2 separate regions of the Danio rerio genome follow, and region 1 is linked to region 2. The links are chromatin contacts, called in public HiCAR-type maps. All regions are on one chromosome and are shown on one strand. Each heading gives the region's core, a stretch centred on a gene start, on an enhancer-like site or on the middle of the called end of the contact. The rest is flanking DNA. Distances are from core to core; before and after follow the strand shown. Region 1 has its middle 18 kb from the start of tfap2a. Region 2 has its middle 120 kb from the start of slc35b3.

Region 1 (4,026 bases), core at 649-3,148, 520 kb after region 2:
GAAACAGTCCTGATGATGTCCTGATGGGAAGAATCAGAATCTTTTGTCCAGAAAAATATTCCAGAAATTTCCATACAAGATACTGGACTCCACACAGTCCCAACTTAAATCGATTAAGTTGACTTTTTTGCTTTTACAAATTTAAGTGGATTGTACATAAAATAACTAACAGGGTTCATACAGTCATGGAAAACTTGGAAAAGTCATGTAGTTTTGATTTTCCACGCCTGGAAAAGTTTTGGAAAAATAGAAAAACCCACAAAGTTTTGGAAAAGTCATGGAAAACAGATAGGCTGCATCTGAAACAGCATACTTCCATACTATACAATACGCTAAAATCAGTATGCGAGCCCAGTGGTATGTCAGAATTCATAGAATTCGAAAATAAGTACGCAAGAAGCACCCAGATGACTTACTTCCGGCGAGATTTTGAACTGTGCATCCCATGCATGCTGTGCTATCCCATGATGCCCCGCAAGAGAATTCATGAATGGGAGTGAAGCGACGCAACTAACGCAGGTGCCCATGACAAAATGGCGGATGTAGTACATCCGAATTCCAATCATACTGCTCACATTCATACTGTATAGAATGTACTTTTCTAACGGTCGAGTAATACGTTTAAATTCAAATGCAGTGCCTACTGAGTGGTAGGCGGTTTCGGGCGCAGCCATACAGTATCCGTATACTTGACTGTAGGTTAGTTGTCTTCTTTTCTGTTCTAGGCCAATCACATATTGTCATTATTAGTGCAGTGTAAGCATTATCTAAATAAATTTTACATAGATATATATTTAACTGAATAGATTGTTGCGTGTTTTACGATATGCTTTATTTAATTTGAACATGCATTGTTTTTCTTTTATCCCACATGTGTAGACATTGCATGAAACATTACGTCATGAAAATGGACTTGAAAGTCTTGGAAAAAAGTTACGAAAACTCAATAATTGTGCTGATTCAGTCCATTTTCAATATGAACAAGCTGAACAATCGCTTGGCTTCCATTAGAATGGTTCACCACTGTCAGTGTACTTTTTTCCCTCTATGCTATAAAACCCAACATTCAACTTATTAAATAAAATGAGTGTAGTTAACTCAAAATTTACTTAAAATTCTACTCATTTGAAAAGAGTTTTGAACTTAATTTGAAGTTAATGTGTCAATTAAATGCTTCATTACTTCAACTTAAATGGAGTCAGTTCACAGTACTCATATAGATTACTTTTTAACTCAAATGGTTTGTAGCAATCAGTTTCCTTAAACTGTTTGAGTTGTCTTAAATTATTAAGTTTTACAGTACTTAGTTGGTTTAAGTTCTCTTCATTTATTGGGTTTTACTGTTCTCAAATTGCTTCATTTACTCAAATGGATTAAGTCCACAGCACTCATTAGGATTAGTTTTTGAACCTAAATTGTTTGTTGCAATCAGTTACCTCAAAGGGTTTGAGTTACCTTAACTTCTTGAGTTTTACAGTGTATAAACTTCACAATCTGTAGGCATACATAATTTCTAATCTCTAATTATTATGTTGTTCGGTTCATTTTTATTTGATTTTATTTTTTTGTATCTATCCTATAACACTACTGAGACTCTACAGGGGTAGGTGTGTGCAGTTATGGACATGCAAAGCGCATGGTTTGAATGTGGCACGCAAATGTGCCTGGCGTGATCTGACACAAGACGCTTTGAGAGTAACACAAAGAGGATGTTTAGCCACAATCTTTAACACTGTGAAACATGGCCACAAATAGAGACTAATAAATGAGACCCTCTCCCCTTGAGTCCCCATCGCTGATGATCTGATCCACTCAATCAAATGTGTTAAGTCATAATTAACCCCAGCTCCCATTGCTCTAATTGAAGCCTATTAGACAGCTTGTGATTCCGCCACAAACAGAGGAGGAGACAAACAACCGTTGGATTGGTAAGCAAAGTACAGTGATACCTCACACAGCGAGCAAGCAACACTTAATTATCAATGAGCTTTTCTCTACCCTTTTTCAATCCCTCTCCCTCTCTCTTTCCTGCTGTTACCGAGCTTCAGGCTCTACATGTAATGGACTTTAATGAAACTTGTGTTAAACGGACAGGAATAGGATGTTTACTGTGCATTTGATAACACGTATCAGTGAGGGACGTGACAGGGAAATACCTGCTGTTTACGTGACCATCCGTGCTTTGAATGTGCACATATTATAATCTAAATACCCACATAATGAAGCTGATAAGAGGACAAATCAAAACAAGTGACATGTAGCCTACATTGAATGATGGCCTGCAACTGCTCTGCATTCTTCAAATGGAAATATGGCTCATTAACAAGGCATGAACCTGTGATTAAAAAAATAGCCAAATAAACCAAAAATTGACATGTCATGTGCTGTATAAATCTGCTGACAACATATATTTTTGAATAATTCCTGAGGTGTTTATATTTCTTTTAGCAGTGAAATACTGAACAGTGTTTCATGCTGCTAAAACACTGTTAAAATGCAGGGTTCCACACAACACCCTGGTGTTGTCCCAATACATATTGAACAACTTATTGTAATTGTTTTTACCAATTTAAGTGGATTGAACATAAAACAATTAATTTGTCCAAAAAACAGTTCCAGAATTGTGTTGTTTTGGCTTATTTTAAATAAGTAGTTTGAAAAAGAAGTAAAAGTAATTATTGAATAGATGAGAAAGGGTTAGATGGAATGTTGAGGCCTTCACTAACTTAAGATTTCCCCATGACCTAAAAGAGTGTAATTATTAGAAGACACACAGGTGACACATAACATGATTTTCAAATGGTGCAGTCCAAAATTTCACAATAATGGAACAGCAAGTAAGCAATTACATGTTTCCACATGCTGTATTTTTGCATATTTGTATAATTAGCTTTTACTCCTAACAAAGATAGAACATTTTTTCTGCATCATTGAACAGGTGATGTAACCAAAGAGGCTGAAATGTTTTAGAAAAAAAAAATGAAAGACAAGAAACATAGTCACAACCCAAATAGTTGACACTAATAGAAATTTTCATAGCACCTGTGTCATTAAAGCAGTTAAAGTTTTTACACAAGGTGAAACTAATCATCCCTAATTGAATTAACATGGACCTACATAGAACCTTAAGTTGTTAATTCAACTAGGTTAAGCTTAGCGTCTGTTAAGCTTTACCTTGTGTAAAAGAAAGTTGATTTTCCCAGCAATTTTCTATAAAGTCAGCTATTTTGGTTATGTGTGCATTTTCTCTCCAAACATTGCACGTTAGATGGAAGAGAAAGAGTTTGGGTTTTACAAAACACAGCATGAATGCATACATTTATAGATGTCTTCAAGTCTTGGAAGTCTTTTCTAAACGCAAAAGAGTGCAAAAAAAAAAAAGTAATTAGACACCGAGACAACAGCCTCTTCATTTCAGCATATTCTTAGAAGGTTTACATTTTTATAATGAGTTGATTTAATTATTCACAGCTGCCTTTGCATTCTTGTATGATCAGAACTATACACATCAGTTATAGACCGTGCATGTTTTAAAAAGCATGAGTTTTGACTTTACTACTATGGTAAAACTAACAGTAATTAATATACAAATTAAATAAAGGTATAAATGATACACAATTAACACAATTTACAACTGTCATTGTGTCCATTCATCATTCGTTCTCTTCAGCCATTTCGGAGTTGGTTGACACAAATTTCGGCTTTTCAGCGTTTCAGTTTAAACGCGTTTAAAAGTATGCAACTAAATGTTTTAATCTGCTATGATAACCTGTACAGCTTATTCAAATAATTTTCTTTATCCACAATTTTGCCTGTGGAGATGCGAAATTAATGAATTATTTGTTATTAATATTATTATAATTTTGATTGTTTGTAAAGTTTCATTTTTTTTATTTTTGTTGTCAAACATTTCTCATGTTTTTTTTATCTAGCTTCACAAAAAATTAATTGTTCGCGAAGTTACAAAAATGTAGAGAGAGAGAGAGAGAGAGAGAGAGAGAGAGAGAGAGAGAGAGAGAGAGAGAG
Region 2 (3,843 bases), core at 457-2,956:
AAATACAAATTATTAGATATTAAATAAATACATTGTGTATTTAATTCATTTATTTATAGTTGCTTGACTACACAGTACATGTCATTTTTGGCAACTAAATCTGATAATAATTGATATTTAATTAAAACAGTTTCTTAAAAATACTCATGATTTTCTTTCCTTTGCAAAAGCCACAATTTAGAGTTATTATCATGTCTTGTTTCAAACTGTTTCTTCACAATTTTGACTAAAGCGCAGATTGAAGTGAACATTGTGTTCAGTGAATAATGAATATGCAGAAGTGACACTATGTCAAAATAGTAATATTTGGAAATTGGAAACAAATATGTAAAATCTTGCGTGTGGCAGATGCTGAGACGTGTGTGTGTTTGTTATGAGTTTTGAACAGTGTGAAGTCATCATGTTCAGATAGAGGCGACGGGGGGAGGTCAGCGTTTGACTCTGTGGCAGATGGCGGGTTGTAAGAGCCACAGATTTCAGTATGACTGACTGCTCTCTAGACATTTGTTATATGCAGAGAGTATATGGAATTATCATCAACAATACATGGGCTTTCTATACAACTCAATGCATGTAAATACTCATATTTATCTCCCAAATGAACTGCACAGGGCTAATTGGGGAAAAGGCTGAAAGAAGTTTACTTGCTCTATGATACTGTATTTTCCCAAAGTTATTTTAAAAAGCACACTGAATTTAATATTGTTTTATTATTAAAATAGTTTTACTGGTTGTTACCTTGGCCAGGTCTCTCTTGTAAAAGTTTACTCTATTAGACTTCCTTGTCAAATAATGGTAAAAAAAAATCATAATAGTAAAAAAAAAGAAAAAATCTATGTAATAATAATAATAATAATTATATATATATATATATATATATATATATATATATATATATATATATATATATATATATATATATATATATATATATATATATAATTATTATTATTATTATTATTATTATTATTATTATTATTATTATTATTTCCTTTATTTAGCTAGAAGATCACCTTGATACAGTACTGTCTTTCCTTCCAGTATTAGTCATGCAAGTTTTATATTAATATCTGTTTAGTAGCTATTTAGGTATTTATACTCTAAAACTCAGCACATATTTTGATGCATTATGATGCAATTTTGACTTATACAACTCTATTAGTTTGAATCAAAAAGAAATGTTCACATCCATGTGATTACTCATGCATTAAAAACTGGTTTGAGAAGTGCGACGTCTGGTACAGTGTGATGCATCGCTGACAGGAGCTACAAACACAGCCTGAAATAGTTTGTTTTCATTTCATTTGTATTAGTAAGCAGCACAGACAGAACCTGTCATGTCTGGCTTATACAGGACGGTTTTATTTGAAACATTTTTGTCTGTGTTGTCTAGAAACGAAACGACACTGCTACAGGCTATAAAGCGCATCGCTGTTCTTTAACAATTGTCAAAGTTTAAAATGCAGAGATCTACATTCTCGTGTGCAGTTTTGTAAAGGTTCCCCTTGAACTGGATAAGAGTGGCCCACTGCACACCATATCCTGTCTAGTACTTGCCGAGCGTGTGTGTGTGTGTGTGTGTGTGTGTGTGTGTGTGTGTGTGTGTGTGTGTGTGTGTGTGTGTGTGTGTGTGTGTGTGTGTGTGTGTTTAAGGGGATAAGTCAGCAGTGTGCTCTGTAATGCTCCGCTCAAGCTCTTTCTGCTTCAACGGCTCTTCTCTCTGATTTCACGCTGCGCTGCCTCTGAGCTCTGCCGGCCCGGGTAAGTGTCCTCGGCCCGCTCACAAGAGAACCAGAGAGAGAGAGACGGAGAGAGAGACAGCCACATGCATGACTGCTCACTGCCCATTCCATTCATTCCACACTGCCCCCCGATTCCAGTGCTCTCCGATTCAGACTCAAGTAGGTTTATGAAGAGCTTTGCTCAAGCATTAGTGTCATTATATATACAGACAGATTAAACAATAATACATGACAAAATAAATCGTATTTATGTTATTAATAATTACATCAAAATCAATTGAATTTAAAATGCTAACAGTAAAATAAAGTCTCTTCTTATATGGCTGTTTATTTAGGAATCAAATGTTGTATCATAATAACTTATAGCACAAATATTTCTTCCACAATAAACACCTTAGTACTATATGTTGTCCTTGCAGATTTATTTTAAACAAATAAAATGCGTCATTTGAATCCTATATGATGAAAAGGTAGCTTAACATTTGAGAGTTCAAATTAGGGGAAAAAATATAAAGTGATATTACATTTGGGTTATTTGTCAAATTAGAAATTCTAGGTCAAGATCAAGTGCATTGCATTATGGGACATCCTATTCTGCTGATGGGTGCTATACATGTGATATATTTCGTGAAATGCAGTATGAGGTCATTTAAGGTATTCCATTCCTGCAGCAATGTCAGTACTGTGCACATGTACACAAGTAAATAATAATAATAATAATAATAATAATAATAATAATATAAAGAAGTTGTATTCTGAGAGTTTGTCTCTAGGTACTGTTATAATGTTTTTTTTTTCATCATGGTGAATCATTTGATTTCATTGTTGAACATATTTATGTTCAAAGGCTGTGCAAAGTGGTTGTTCAGACTGGACAAATTATTTTGTGTCATCTATTCAGTTTTTTTCAACTGTTGGTCTAAGTACACAATCTTGACTTAAATTACTTCTCACTTTTTTCAGCTGTGAAATAATTTTTAAAGATACTTAAAATCAGTTGAACTTTAAGGGGAAAGGGGGGCACCTCAAGACCCCCCTTTTTGATTAATCTGTGCTCTGTTTTTAATTATATTGTATTGTTTTTTGTTTGTTTGTTTCTTTTCTTTTCTTTTCTTTTCATTTTTTTTACCATTGGAGAACCACACTATTTTCTCTAAACTCTGTCATGAAACTATAGTTGACTGAAAAAAAATAAACATTGAACATTAGTTAATACTAATTAGTTAATACTTGCACCCCTGGTAAACTAATAATAAAAATAATTGTAAGAACTCAGTGTACATATGCACATGTGCACATATCATGATTCAGGTCTAATTGTAGTTTGCTTATAGGAAAAGTGCAAATAAATATAGAGGTTTTTTTTTTTTTTTTTTTTTTTGCATTGTAGAGCATTGTCAATTCATTCATTAATGTTCCTTTGGTTTAGTCATTGATTTATTAGGGGTCACCACAGTAGAATGAACCACCAACTATTCTGGCATATGTTTTACGCAGCAGATGCCCTTTCAGCCACAACCCAGTACTGGAAAACACCCATACACTCTTGCATTCACACACACACACACACACACACACACACACACACACACACACACACACACACACACACACACACACTACAGCAAATTTAGCTAATCTAACTCACCTATAGCGCATATCATTAGACTGTTGGGGAAACCAGAGCACAAAGAGGAAACTAACTACTGAGCTACCATTGCACCCAACATTGTCAGTATTCATGCAAAATTATTTACTTATAAAACGGTTTTATACTATTATTTCAGTTAAACTGAGTGGCACGGTGGCTCAGTGGTTAGCACTGCAAGAAGGTCGCTGGTTTGAGTCCTGGCTGGGCCAGTTGGCATTTCTGTGTGGAGTTTGCATGTTCTCCCTGTGTTGGGTGGGTTTCCTCCAGGTGCTCCGGTTTTCCCCACAAGTCCAAAGACATGCGGTACTGGTGAATTGGGTAAACAAAATGAAAAAAAAAAAATGAAAAAAAAATATTGGCCACAATGTATGAGTGTGTGTGAATGTGAGAGTGTGTGGGTGTTTAACAGTACTGGGTTGTGACTGTAAGGGCATCCGCTGCGTATAAAAT

What was found. HiCAR-type assays count read pairs that join an accessible place to other places.
Region 1: a contact with region 2 is called in a HiCAR-type map of caudal fin, with 7 times the contacts expected there. The contact joins two enhancer-like sites. A contact is called at or near these places in 3 of 18 Hi-C or Micro-C datasets (embryo and fibroblasts) and 3 of 4 datasets of contacts at active chromatin or transcription factors (caudal fin, embryo and gastrula embryo).

Annotation. Positions count from the first base shown.
Region 1 is chr24:9,060,538-9,064,563 of GRCz12tu, forward strand. It overlaps a transcript of tmem14ca not described here. Among named protein-coding and RNA genes, the nearest start is that of tfap2a, 18 kb to the right of the region's middle. Within about 2 kb of position 1,899, at least 1 of the 62 cell types and tissues checked has an H3K27ac peak or open chromatin away from gene starts, as enhancers often do. A contact at or near this core is called in caudal fin, where this site is marked.
Region 2 is chr24:8,539,600-8,543,442 of GRCz12tu, forward strand. No RefSeq gene overlaps it. Among named protein-coding and RNA genes, the nearest start is that of slc35b3, 120 kb to the left of the region's middle. Within about 2 kb of position 1,707, at least 26 of the 62 cell types and tissues checked have an H3K27ac peak or open chromatin away from gene starts, as enhancers often do. A contact at or near this core is called in caudal fin, where this site is marked.